Regions from separate parts of the Triticum aestivum genome. Here region 2 is linked to region 1. The links are chromatin contacts, called in public Hi-C maps. All regions are on one chromosome and are shown on one strand. The core of a region is the stretch at or near the end of the contact, and the rest is flanking DNA. Distances in the headings are between cores, read along the strand shown.

Region 1 (6,429 bases), core at 1,495-3,994:
ATTGATATCATGATATGTTCCTGTGCCGGGCTGAGCTGCTGATTCCTACTTCTGATAGGTTTTCGATGGATTGTTTAGCTTCCTGAGTAGAATGTTTGAGTTATATTTTCACAGCTATGAGGCTGTGTCATCATCATGGAGTAGCTTTGAGGTCATAGCATGGCTGCAGCAATTTCATTCCTCAGTATGTTGTAACTAGAACAGCTTTTCTCTCTCCTTCTAGGTTGCTTGTCATGGCATCAAAGCGCATCCTCAAGGAACTCAAGGACCTGCAGAAGGACCCGCCCACATCATGCAGTGCAGGTTTGAATTTGACTTGTTTCCATTGGAGATCTACGCCATATAACACTATCTTCGTTCACACCTTTTTGTTCCCTGCTTTATCCTGGCATGCCATCTCATGGACTCTATTTCTTGTTTGTAAATTGTTTAGGTCCTGCTGGTGAGGACATGTTTCATTGGCAAGCAACAATTATGGGACCCCCTGACAGTCCCTATGCCGGCGGTGTTTTCTTAGTGAACATTCATTTCCCTCCGGATTACCCCTTCAAGCCACCAAAGGTATAGGACTTAGAAGCATCCTCGTATTTGTAAACCCTCATTATGTGTGCTCTGCCTGCTTTCATAGTCCTTGATATTGTAATCTGGAAATTTATCTGTTATTTCCACCCTGCTCATCCAGGGAGTTACACTCCCGCCTAGATAGAACAACAATGGTTCTATTTTCTTAGTCAATTAATCTCGCTGGTTCACCTGCCCTTTTATAGAGTAGAAATCCTAATAATAGAATATTAACTGCGACACATAAACAATAGGAGATATCAATCTCAATCTCTGATCTCTAGAATATAACTTGCTTACGAAGGAAACAGCTAATTAATCTTTATCTGCTGCCATATTTGCCTTCTTTGTGACTCTTTTGGGCCTGTCATGCCCATAACACTTATGATCACCTTTTTGCGTAGAGGGGGCGTAACATGTACTCCCTCCGTTCGAAATTACTTGTCTTGGAAATGGATGTATCTAGAACTAAAATACGTCTAGATACATCAGTTTCTGCGACAAGTAATTCCGAACGGAGGGAGTACTCCTGATGGGCGCTGTGTGCACTTTCCTGTTAATGCTTTTCTCAATGTCCACTCATGGTATTATAACTATCAGTGTGGCCCTTTTATGGATCGCCATAAAATCATCTTTTGGTTATATATATAGTTAACATGGATGTGGTCTTTCAAAGTTGCAACACTGTTAGTAATTTGGTATATAGGATTGTCCTGTTCATAATTTGGTTTACAGGATTGTCCTGTTTGTGTCTTTCGTCCAGTTTATTTTATCTTAAAGTAAACACAATCACTTTTCAGTTTTCATGAGGTGGGATAGACATGCTATAATGGCATGGATGATGTTGTTTATGACAGCACTATTATGATCTTGTTGCTGTTGCTAACATATATAGCATATGGTAGACAACACCTGATATTATTTTGTTTCGTCTCAATCTTCCTTCTTGACTAAAATCCACATTGAAGAACTTAGTAGGACCATGTGGTGTTTGGATGCATCATTTGTTGCTATTTGTACATTGCTAAGTGCAGTATTCTAATGTTTAGGTGTCGATATTCCTCCCTACAATGCATTTTAATCCATGGTTGTGCCATTTTAATTGGTATGTTCTCTTTTTAGGTATCTTTTAAGACAAAGGTCTTCCATCCTAATATCAACAGCAATGGAAGCATATGCCTTGATATTCTTAAGGAGCAGTGGAGCCCTGCTTTGACGATCTCCAAGGTCATCCTCGTCTCCATCCTCATTTTCTATTTGCACACATAACTCTCTATATGCTTACTAAAAATACAAGTCACTTGTAGAAGTCTGCTCCAGTACCACTATTTTTTGCATTACTTGTTTGCTACATGCTATCCCTGCCATATCCTTGTGAAAATCTGCAATATTTAGGGACACTTTTGTTGTTTAACATGTGAGACTGATAAGTTGTTCATAAGCCAAAAGGAGTGCATGTTTGTTCAGTTTTGCACTTTCCCAGAAACCACCATCATAAACCGCTTGCTGTCCATTATTGATCTGTTGCATGTTTTGATGTTGTACAGGTCTTGCTCTCTATCTGCTCCCTGCTGACCGATCCCAACCCGGATGATCCCCTTGTTCCTGAGATTGCCCACATGTACAAGACGGACCGGTCAAAGTACGAGACGACAGCCCGCAGCTGGACGCAGAAGTACGCCATGGGTTGAAGAAGACCTGCATCGTGGACAACTGAAATGTCGCTTCAAGAAAAATATTTATGGGCCATTGTTTCTTCGATTTGTTGCTGGTTGTGTGTAATCCGATCCTCAAGGATTGTAAATTGCATTCGGCGTCGGCCCTATCATCAATTGCCACTAGTATCGGCAGACATGCATGCCTATCAGCCTATTCACCTATGCTTGTTGGGTTAACCTTCATCGGTGTTGGTGTTATTTGGTAAATGTTCATTAAAACATGTTTGCTTCATGACCTTGTCCAGATTTATCTTCTTTTGGTTTTAGGTCATGTTTCGATATGTATGTATGTTCAGTTTTGTTGTTGTTCGCAGCTAAAGCATCAAGGGTAGTTGCAACTTGCAATATACCAGAAGCTCGCTGCAAAACGTGTTGGCTCTGCATATTTGCTTTGCCCCAAGTCAAACTTTCTAAACTTTGACCATTCATTCAATGATGAATCTAATGTTACTAGCATTGATTAGATATTGTAGGTGTCAGTAATTTTTCAAAAGTTTACTAGCTTTAATTCAAGACAAATGCAAAGTCTTTTTAGAGATTTCAATATGGACTACAATATGGAGCAAAGTGAGTGAATCTACACTCTAAACTATGTTTATATACATCCGTATGTAGTCAATATTAAAATCTTTATAAAGACTTATATTTAGGAATGAAACAGAGTAGCATGTGAAGACGACAGGTTTGCTGAGAAATCGCAAGCAGCGCGGTGCGTGCGCCTTTATTTTTAGATGTTTTGAGTGCTTAAAGGTAGGTGTTTGAAAAATAAATCGGCTTATGCTTAATCACCAGTGCTTAATAAGTGGAAAACGGGTTATGAAAAATCATATACAAACTCAAGCCGGCAAATAAGAGTGTCAAGGCGCAGCAGCAAACCAGCAGAGCCAGGAGGGCCACCGCCACCCGAAATACTGTGCTCTGCCGCCACCGCTGACCGGCGCCAGCACCGCCGTGTGCCTTACCTTGTCACGTCCTGGCGCTGTGCTGTGCTGTGCTGCGCCGGCAGAACGGCCATGCACGTCGCCGCCGTCCAGTTTGCTCCATTTCGCAGGCCTAAAACGACAGCACAGCAGGCACCTTCCTCCACAGTTCACACCAAACTAATTTTGGACGTGGGAGGGGGTCGGTCGCCTCTTTTCTTTCTCGCCCTCCCTCTCCCGCGCGCGCGCGCGCGTACGTCTTCCCTTCCCAGAACCCCGTTCCCAGCCGCTCCCTCCCTCGGCCTATTTGCAGATCCCCTGTCACCACGCCCTCCGGTTTCGACGGTTTGAGCTGCTGCTATTAACGGCAAGGGCCGTTCCGCCCCGGCGCCACCCGCCTCTCTCCGAGCCCCCGCCGCCCGCCGGGGTGGGCTTGCCGTGGACGACGGCCGGCAGGCATCCAACGCGGGGAAATCTCAATCTTCGGTTGGATCCCCCATCGTCAGGAGGCGGAACGTAGGCTTCTTGGTCCTGCCAAGGTATGCATGGATTGATGGATATGTGCATTTCATTCTGCTCTCAGCAATGTAGTAATAAGCAGGCTGCATGCATGGCTGCCGAAAGCTATTTGCCGGTTCCATATCATGGCATTTCTTTTTAATCTACAATATACATCTAAGCAATGTGGTAACCGTATGTTTTTTCTAGGATTAGTAGGTCAACAAAAGTTCATTTCTTTGGCGTTCAAACGGTCATATTGTTGTTGGAGGTCTCCTCCAATTTAATGAATGTATCTCCTTTGGATGAAAAAATTGACACCCTAGGATTGTCTGAAGCTGTAGCACGCGGATTCAGGCAAATATGTTGAGCAAAATTCGCTATCGTCGAAACAAACTTCTCAGTTCTATTGGATTTGCTGTGGTTGTGACTTGCGGACATCAAATCTGTTTCAATTTCTATCTAAAACAAACAGCACGTTTTTAGCTGGTCTCTTCTTGTTCATATTTCTGCAGTCTCTGGCCATTGTTTGGAAGAATTGAAGTGCCATTCACCATTTGTATGTACACCCTCTGTTCCTAAATATAAGAAGTTTTGACACTTCAATTTAAACTGTCAAAACGTCTTATATTCAAGAACAGAGGTACTCCCTTAGTGATCTAAACTCTCTTATATTTCTTTACAGAGGTAGTAGTACATATTTATATTCACCATTTCGCCATCTAGAGCTAGCTATGTTAATCATATTTGATATATTTGGTATCATGTTATCTTTTATTCAGTCAAATAGTGAAATCAGCACTGAAAATATACCTCTTTTTCCTCCTCGTGTACCAGAGTCCAGGAGTCCGGACATCCTGACGGATTTGCTCGAACCAATGGGATGCTGCGGCAGCGTGAGTAGTTTTTACTCACATACATCTCATTTACAACTGGCAACTTTGATAACTGAATCGTGCACTAGCATCTGTATTGTAAGGAAGCCGTTTATCGAGTTATACATTAGTAAATCGAGTTCTTTGGTTATGCTTCCCTTTGCAGAACCCTGTAGATGAGGAGGAACACCTAGACTACAGCTCTGGGAATGTGACTCTTATAACTGATCTAAAGAGTTGGGAGAAGAAATTGGAAGATGCAACTGACGCCAATAAAACAGTAAGTAGCCTACAACCTAACTCATACTCTGGACACAAGGATATATAGGTGCATGCAATTTCCAATTTCGAATCCCTTCAACTGTATTGATTAACCACGTTGGCATTTTTCAACTGCACAGCTTGTTGTAAAATTCAGCGCAGTATGGTGTGGCCCGTGTAGGATCGCTGCTCCTGCATACTCCGAACTCTCTTTGAAGCATTCCGATCTTGTTTTCGTGTCCGTGGACGTAGACGAACTACCGGTACACAAATGTTCCGCCAATTCATTGCTACTTTACCTTTGAGCGAATGCCCAAACTAAATGTCATTTCGATATATGCTTTTTGTCAGGAACTGGTCACGCAATTCGACGTACGTGCCACGCCGACATTCATCTTCTTGAGAGATAACAAGGAGATCGACAAGCTGGTGGGGGGGAACCAGGTCGATCTTCAGCAGAAGTTCGAACCATACTGCCGGCCAGGCGACGAAGTCATGAGTAAACAGTCTTTCGAGGACAAAACCTGATGTTCCTGCCTGCCAGTCGATAGAGCTTCAGGACGAGCACGGCCTCCATTGGCTGGGAGCATCAGCAAGGGCCTGCTCGGCGGCATACGTAGGTTCGAGAAACTGACCAGCAGAAGTAGGATTTCTTGGTAGCGTCCACACTCGATCAGCAGTAAATTAAGTTAGCCCAGCATCTGTAACTTTGCGCCACACACGCTGTCCATATGAACTCGCACAAAAACGATGTACTGATTGATTGATACCAGCCAGATGCCTTGAGATCTCATGAAATCATGACTGTACAACAAAATTGCCAATGCCATTGGTGATCTTGCGTCTCACTCATGTCAGGACTCAGGACAGAATTTATCATCTATATAGAAACTATATGCAGGGGTTTGGTCGCTTGTTCAATGAAGCCAGACGTATCAATTATTTGGTGAGCTGCAGCTTTGACAGGACGGCGGCGGCCCGATCACCGCCGAGCAGGAAATAGGGGTGCCGGAGCGCGGCGGCGGCGGAGAGGCGTCCCTTCTCCCGCTGCGCGATGAGCTTGGTGGCCAGGTCCCAGCCCCTGCCGGAGTCGAGGTCCAGGATCTGCAGGTCGGGTCTCCGGCGCGTGGTCTCCCGCCACCTGTTGAGGTCGTAGCCGGCGGCCTTGAGCTCGGAGTTGAAGTTCTTGAGGCCGGAGGGGGACCTGAGGGCCGGCGTGGCCATCTGCATGAGCACGATCCCGGCCGAGTACATGTCGAAGAGGTCGGGGCTGTTGAGCTGCCAGAGGATCGGGGAGAGGATGGCGGCGATGGGCTCGGCGGGCGGCGTGGGGGTCTCCTCGGGGAGCACGTAGAGCTCGGGCGGGCAGTAGTCCGGGTCGAGCAGGGTGCGGTCGGGCAAGTAGTTCTTGCCGATGCGCAGGTCGGTGGCGGCGCCGAAGTCGATGAGCTTGACCTGGCCCCGGCGGGTGACGACGAGGTTGGAGGGCTTGATGTCGCGGTGGACGATGCCGGTGTCGTGGATGCGGCGGAGCGACGTGACGAGCTGCCGCATCACCTGCTTCACCACCAGCGCGGCGCGGGTGAGCGGGTCCAC
Region 2 (6,429 bases), core at 2,789-5,288, 350 kb before region 1:
TCGATCCGGCTGACAGTGGACTCCCTACTCTTTTCTTACTCTTGAGTTTGTTCTCATCCTTGCTCTTCAACTTCTCCTCGTCAAGGTTGGGGCTTGGTTCCCTGCTGCTAACTAGAACAACTGTCTCTTCTTGTGGCTTTGATGGTCCATCTGAAAAAAGCCAGTAGAAAAATGATTTTACAGAAAAATGTTGCGATGAGATATTTGCTCAAAGATATACATGGCAGAGCATACCTGCAGCCCCACTTGATAATGGAGCCATGGAGATTGGTGTGACATCATACACAGGAGCTTCTACTTCTCTTGATATTGCAGCCTGAGGAGTGACATCAAAAACACCACAAGACTTTGGTGTTGTAGCAGTGTTGCCATGAGTTGGAGCATTGGAGTTCGGATCTTGACTTTGGACACTAATCCACCAATCGTACTCCTCGGTGCCCTCTTGGAACAGGCACATTGATGGCGCATCACTCCAATGTCCAGTCACGCTAGTGTGCACAGAGTCATTGCGCTCGATGAATTGGTCACCATGCTCAATATCTTCACCACTAGACACTTTCTCCCTTGCATTCTCAAAAGACTGTGCAGGGGGCTCACTGACAACAGAGTCATTGCGCTCGATGAGTTGGTCACCATGCTCAATATCTTCACCACTAGTTCGTGTGCCCATCTCAACCACATTGCCGCCATTAGACTCATGATCAATGCCGCTTGCATGGTTGCTTCGAGCTCCTTCACCCGGCTCAACCACCTTGTCTGTTGTTGGCTCATCTGCGGCTTTCTTGCTATAGCTTTCCTTGACACAACCATGACGATCTGACTTGTCTACATCATTGCTGCGAGGGGGTGGCACATCAAAACTAACATCCGTTGCTCCCTGATAACTTGATGAAGCAGCGTCCACATCTTTGAGGAGCTGCCCCATTCTCTTGCAATGTATTGCTTGCAACACTTGCCCAAAAGAGCTTAGAGCCCCTTTTAACTCTAAAGAATATAGTTTTGTGTGCTTGTCGTAGATTGCAGCCAGATGTGATGGTAGCTGAAAAATGTATGGAAAAAATGATGGTCATCAGTATTAAAGCAACTTAACATATAATGGAACTAGAAAAACAAAGCAAATAGAAAGGTATTTAATAAAAAATAAAGAACAGAAATAAAAACACAAAAAGAATAAGGAATAACCTCACCTCAAGCTCTGCACCGAATGGTGCTGGGTTCTGAAGCCAATCATCCAGTGAACCACACACATCTTCGTCTCTACTTTTGCCATGTTCCGTTGGATTGCTACCACCTTCCGTAGGATTCTCTTCCTCAGCCACATCAGCTTGGTTGTCATTAATGTTGACATTTTCAGCCCCACAATCTTCAGTATCAACACAATCCGGGCTGTCCGGAACCTGCTGATCTTGATCAACTTTAGTCATGTTGCCTACCGGGCCTTCGGCAGGCAATGCTATGTACGGTGTCTCCGATAGAGGGCGAAACTACATGACACAAAGTAAAAAAGAAAACAAAAAGAATTGAAACCATTAGTACACAAACAACAGAAATAAAATAAGGAAAACACAAAAATGGGAAGAAACAAATAATGCAATGGATGAGGAAGGTAAAACCACACAAAACTTACACGACACTTCCCGAATGAAGCTTTGCCCAAAGATAGCTTGTTCTTGTCAAATTCCAATACAAGATCAAAGTCCGTTTGATGTACGAAGCAAGCCCTTGGAAGAGAATAATTCAGCTGGTGCTCATTGATGGCAGCTTGGGGAAATATCAAATGGTCCATGTAAATAACCTGAATAAGAAAGACAAGAAATAATTTCCCAGACACAAAAAAGAAAAAATGTGATTATGACAAACAAAGACATGCTGCGATAGATAGAAACAATCTAACAAGAAAAGCAAGTATACTGCAAGCATAGGGAAACAGCCCCCAACCCAGAATGAAGAAGTAGCTTGTGATTTTATCTTGTCCTGACACTTCTTGACCTCTCTCATTGCAACACTTAAAACATGCTCATCCCAAGCGAATTCAGCAACCTTGTCCATTTCTACAAGGCTTTTCAAGTACTCTAGAGGCACCATGTTTCCAGTGCTTGGAGTTAAAACGGTTGCAAGCGCCAAGAGCACCCATGATCTCTTCGTAGTATCGCCATCATCATTCCTTGCTCGGTGAAGCACAGTCACTGTATGCGCAATTGGAGCCCTGCCATTCTTATGATAAATGTTGCGTAGCTCACACTGCTCGTGTCTCTTGAAAAGCTCAACTGGTCTGTTGCCTGATGGGATATTGAAAACCTTCTTCACCATGTCTCTAGTAAACACAATCACCTTAGTCCGACTCAGCCTGAAAACCCACAAATAAAAATGTATTCATTGGTTACTAACAAAAACATAACCTAAGAAAGAAAAGAAAGTATATGTTGCAGACATGCATGATGTAGGAGAAAAAAGAAGAAATGAGGTGGGTGCAATACCTGAGCTCACGCTTTTCAGTGTCAATGTTCATAGTTAACCACTCCATCAGATCAGGTGGCGCTTTGAAATGTGAAATGGTCATCAGATCACCAAAGCCAGTTTCATTAATGTAGTGCCTCTTGGTGGGATTGAGTTTTGTCTTCGCAACTCCGCGCAAGCGTTTTGCTGCAAAACGTTGGCTGAATGCAGTACCAGACTCCATTACTTCTTCGTCTGACATGTAGCTGCAAAAAATTACATGAAGCAAAAACACTATAAGATGGAAAAAAATCTTGTATATATGTAGAAATAAAACAAACAATAAGACACTGGCTGCACTGACTTTCATCTAAAACAACCTAATTTAAACAACAAAATGCATCTAAACAAACAAAAAAAATGCAGCATAAACCTAATCTTTACTGAGCAGATAGCATCATCACAAAATTAGACCACTGAGAAATCTAGTCATCCAACTCTGAAAATCTAAACACCTACGACTACAACCCTGACCCCTACATCTAAAATCTCAACTATAAAAACTCCACTTTCAGATAGACCCATCTACAAAAGCTAGGTACACCCTCCTCTTTTAGCTAGACCCATCTACAGATTATTATCCATATTATTATTTCAATTCTCAAGTATGTATATTGGCATATTCCATGTTTTTGCAGATGATTATTATCCAGACATAAATGCTAGCACTAAGTCTGTAAGCTTATGCCACTCTTACATGACACACATATAATGTTCAAAAAAAATCATATTTACACCGTAAAGTATGCTGGTATTTTGGAAGTTTATAGTTAAATAGGTGGTTTGCAGCAATATTCATCACATTTTGGAAGTTTATTGTTAAAAAAGGTGGTCTGCAGCAAGTAAGTTGTAGAGAACAGACTTCATTCACCAGAGAAAAATGTGATGAATATTGCTTGCATGTTCGCTCTCTCATTCGCCTTGGGACAAACTCTTGAACTGGCTGCCAGACGAAGCTCCATGTCCAACTCTAAAAATCTCATCACCTACCACTACAACCTTGTCCCCTACCTCTAAAATCTCAACTATAAACCCTAGCTACAGCATGGAACCAAATTAATCTGATGTACACAAAAAACCCTAGGTGAAATGGGGACGAATTTGGCGACCTGGAGGGAGCAACGGCTCAACTGAAACCAAATTAATCTCTACCATGCATTCGGCCCGGATCTACTCGTCCAGCGTTGGGAACTACTGGGAATTAAGCTCTGAAGGGAGATCAATCAGGCGGGGGAGAAAAAATGCTGCGAATTGCAGGCCACCATACCTGTCGTCCGCCGCCGCAAAAACAAGGGGGTCGTGTAGCTCGGCGCCATGGCCGACGATGCTCGGCGCCGCCCGATGATGCTCGCCGCCGGTCGTCCCGGCAGCATCCAGTCCCCCCGCCACTGCCACGATCCTAGATCTCGGACTCGACTGCACCGTCGTCAGAGCTAGAGAGGGGGATGGGGATGGAAAACGATGGAAGCAGACAGGGACGCCGAGCTAACGGGGATGGAAGCAAAAAAAATCACCTGAGGCACGCGCGTCCACACACCTGGAAAGAACGCGTCCGCACCGTCCTATGCCACGCGATCCGACGGCGCGCGAGACGGTCGCTCAGATGGCTGCGTGCATCCGGCTGCGAATAAGCGTTTTCCTAAAAAATTTCGTTGTTCCGTCGCATGGTACTAGGTTTTTGTGATAGGTCAATGTAGATTCCACCTCGAGGCAGTTGGCCTCGTTTTCTTTTTCTTGTACGTGTTTCATTTGGCATCAATGTTTTGACTTTACTTAGCATTGTTGAATAATCTGTATTTTTTTTTAAAACGGAGGCAAAAGATTTGCCTCATCGATTAATTAAGCAAAAGAGAATTGCCCGGTTAATTAGAAGAAAACCGGGCGAAAACCGATATAAACTTACCACATGTGGACTACTCACAGAGCATGCAACCCCATAACCACACGATCAACCCGACAACCAAACCGAACACGCAAGGTCCATCAACCCTCACACTGTTACATCGCAAAGAAGACCCCAACAAGAGAACCTCGCTAAAGACCATGCTTTTCACCAAAATGCACCGAATCATCAAGCTGCTGCGGACGCCTTTCCTGTGGCGCCACTCTTCTTTGCTTTGCTCCTGAGAGCCTCCTCCACAATTGTCTTGTCAGATCCGGGGCTAGCCCTCTCCAAACATTTGAGCAAACTGTGAATCTCAATCTCGAAGAGAATCTCATCAACCTTGTCCCGCACAGACGCCTCGTACCTCACGGCCACATGCGAGTCGGTGACTGCAACGTCGGAACCTCCACGGTCCACAGAGGCGAGCGGCTGGCTGGGCGCTGAAGGATCAGGCGCCAACATACTAACCACCTCAACATCATCAGCCACAGGTACCCCTGACATAATGGACTCAGGCACCACCGACACAAAGGACTCAGGTGCCTCCAGTTGCTCACATGACAAAGGAGAATCATGTCCCTCACAAGAGGTCGCTGGCGCGTCGACCTCCATATGCTCCACAGACGGAGGCGAAGCTGGTCTCACACATAGTTGTTGAAGCTCGGGCATGACCTGCAGCACAGGGGTGACGACCCCGGCGAAGGCCTCACCCTCAACAATACCTGACACAAGGGGCAAGACAGACACTGGCGAAGAACTGACCCCAGTACGAGGGGAGAAACAACCGAAGAGCTCCGTCCCCTTGTCTCCCACGGAACAAACACCAGAAACAACAGGAGGTCGCGACATCGGAGCAGTCGGCAACATAGCCGGCACAAGGGAGAGCTTGGTCAGAGTAGCCTCCGCCCGCTCCAAAAAGCTCTCAACACGTGCCATCAAGCCTTGCAGCATCTTGAACTGTAGCTCCACATCAGACAAGGTAGCTGAGACAGCAGTACCAGGGACGATAGACGCTTAGGACCCACGACGAAGCGCCTCGGAGGGGAGCATGAACTTCATTGAACCTTCACAGGAAGCTGGAGCTTGACGATGCTCGATGCCGAGACGCGGCATGGCAAGGCATGCCAGCTAGCTGAGAGGACGCCAGGGGTTACGGCACCCGCGTGCAAGGTAACCATTCTGCAAACATCGGGAGCATCTAAATGGATCTCTGCAAACAGCCGCACAATGCCCAGGAGCAAGGCATCTGCAGCATCTGCCATACAGCCAAGCAGGGATGGGGCGAGCAGCCAATACCAGGGCCGGTGGTGACGGATGCCGCGGACCTCGCCGCGGCAGCACCTCCTGCCTGCTGCCAAGGCCATTGACGCCGACCCCGCCAAGGTGTGCATAATCTGTATTATTGTGTGTGCGTGGATGCTGCTATCCTCCTTTTTGCGGGAAAAAGCAATTCTTTCGATGAATTGCAAGCTGTGATCTACGTATGCATGCGTACTGATGGCTCCCCGTCAGTTGGATACACACCCAATCGGACCCTACCTACGCCTCACCCCCTTGGGCCTTGGCAAACGCAGGCCACGACCGCCATGGCATGTGCTCAACACATCACTCGTGGTCATGCATCGGTGCGTGCCGCCCCGCGGACGTCGACCAGATCCGACCGAGTCCATGTCCATCCACGGATGCAGCAGCTTTGCGTTGCAACCACTCGGCGGATCCATCCATCACATGCATCCTCATCATCCGTATGGGTCGCCATTACCCATGCCATTAGCAAAGCACGGAAGCAAAAGGCCAAAACAAAAGCCAGAGCCACTGGATCGTCTCGTCTTTTTTATGTCTCTCGCGCTCTGAACTTTGCTCTTGTACGTACGCGGTACAGGGCATCGGCCATTTGCGTACCCCGGGTAGGAGGTCGGTACGCTGGGCGCCCACTCCAAAAGGCAGCCAGCCGTGCCGGAAACTGAATCGGGAAAAGGAGCGGATGGATCCAGGGACCGATGTGATGGCGTCCATGTGCACGCTGGTCGACCGATTTTGCCACCGCT

The links. A called contact is a pair of places that touch in the nucleus more often than the background predicts.
Region 2: a Hi-C map of leaf shows a contact between it and region 1, with 5 times the contacts expected there. The contact joins the promoter of LOC123060156 here to the promoter of LOC123060133 in region 1. A contact is called at or near these places in 4 of 5 Hi-C or Micro-C datasets (leaf and root) and 1 of 1 datasets of contacts at active chromatin or transcription factors (leaf).

What each region holds. Positions count from the first base shown.
Region 1 is chr1A:497,223,080-497,229,508 of IWGSC CS RefSeq v2.1, reverse strand. It overlaps LOC123060133 (thioredoxin H5), which reads left to right and starts at 2,744. Exons shown (of 5, transcript XM_044482710.1): 1 at 2,744-3,738; 2 at 4,535-4,593; 3 at 4,739-4,852; 4 at 4,974-5,096; 5 at 5,185-5,427. The coding sequence starts at 4,576. The coding sequence ends at 5,361. It overlaps LOC780682 (ubiquitin-conjugating enzyme E2-17 kDa), which reads left to right. Exons shown (of 5, transcript XM_044482691.1): 2 at 224-303; 3 at 434-561; 4 at 1,684-1,788; 5 at 2,109-2,511. The coding sequence starts at 234. The coding sequence ends at 2,252. It overlaps LOC123060111 (serine/threonine-protein kinase STN8, chloroplastic), which reads right to left. Exons shown (of 3, transcript XM_044482682.1): 3 at 5,566-6,429. The coding sequence ends at 5,773.
Region 2 is chr1A:497,572,359-497,578,787 of IWGSC CS RefSeq v2.1, reverse strand. It overlaps LOC123060156, which reads right to left and starts at 4,038. Exons shown (of 13, transcript XM_044482743.1): 1 at 3,764-4,038; 2 at 2,478-2,702; 3 at 1,939-2,347; 4 at 1,628-1,795; 5 at 1,188-1,484; 6 at 235-1,039; 7 at 1-150. The coding sequence starts at 2,698.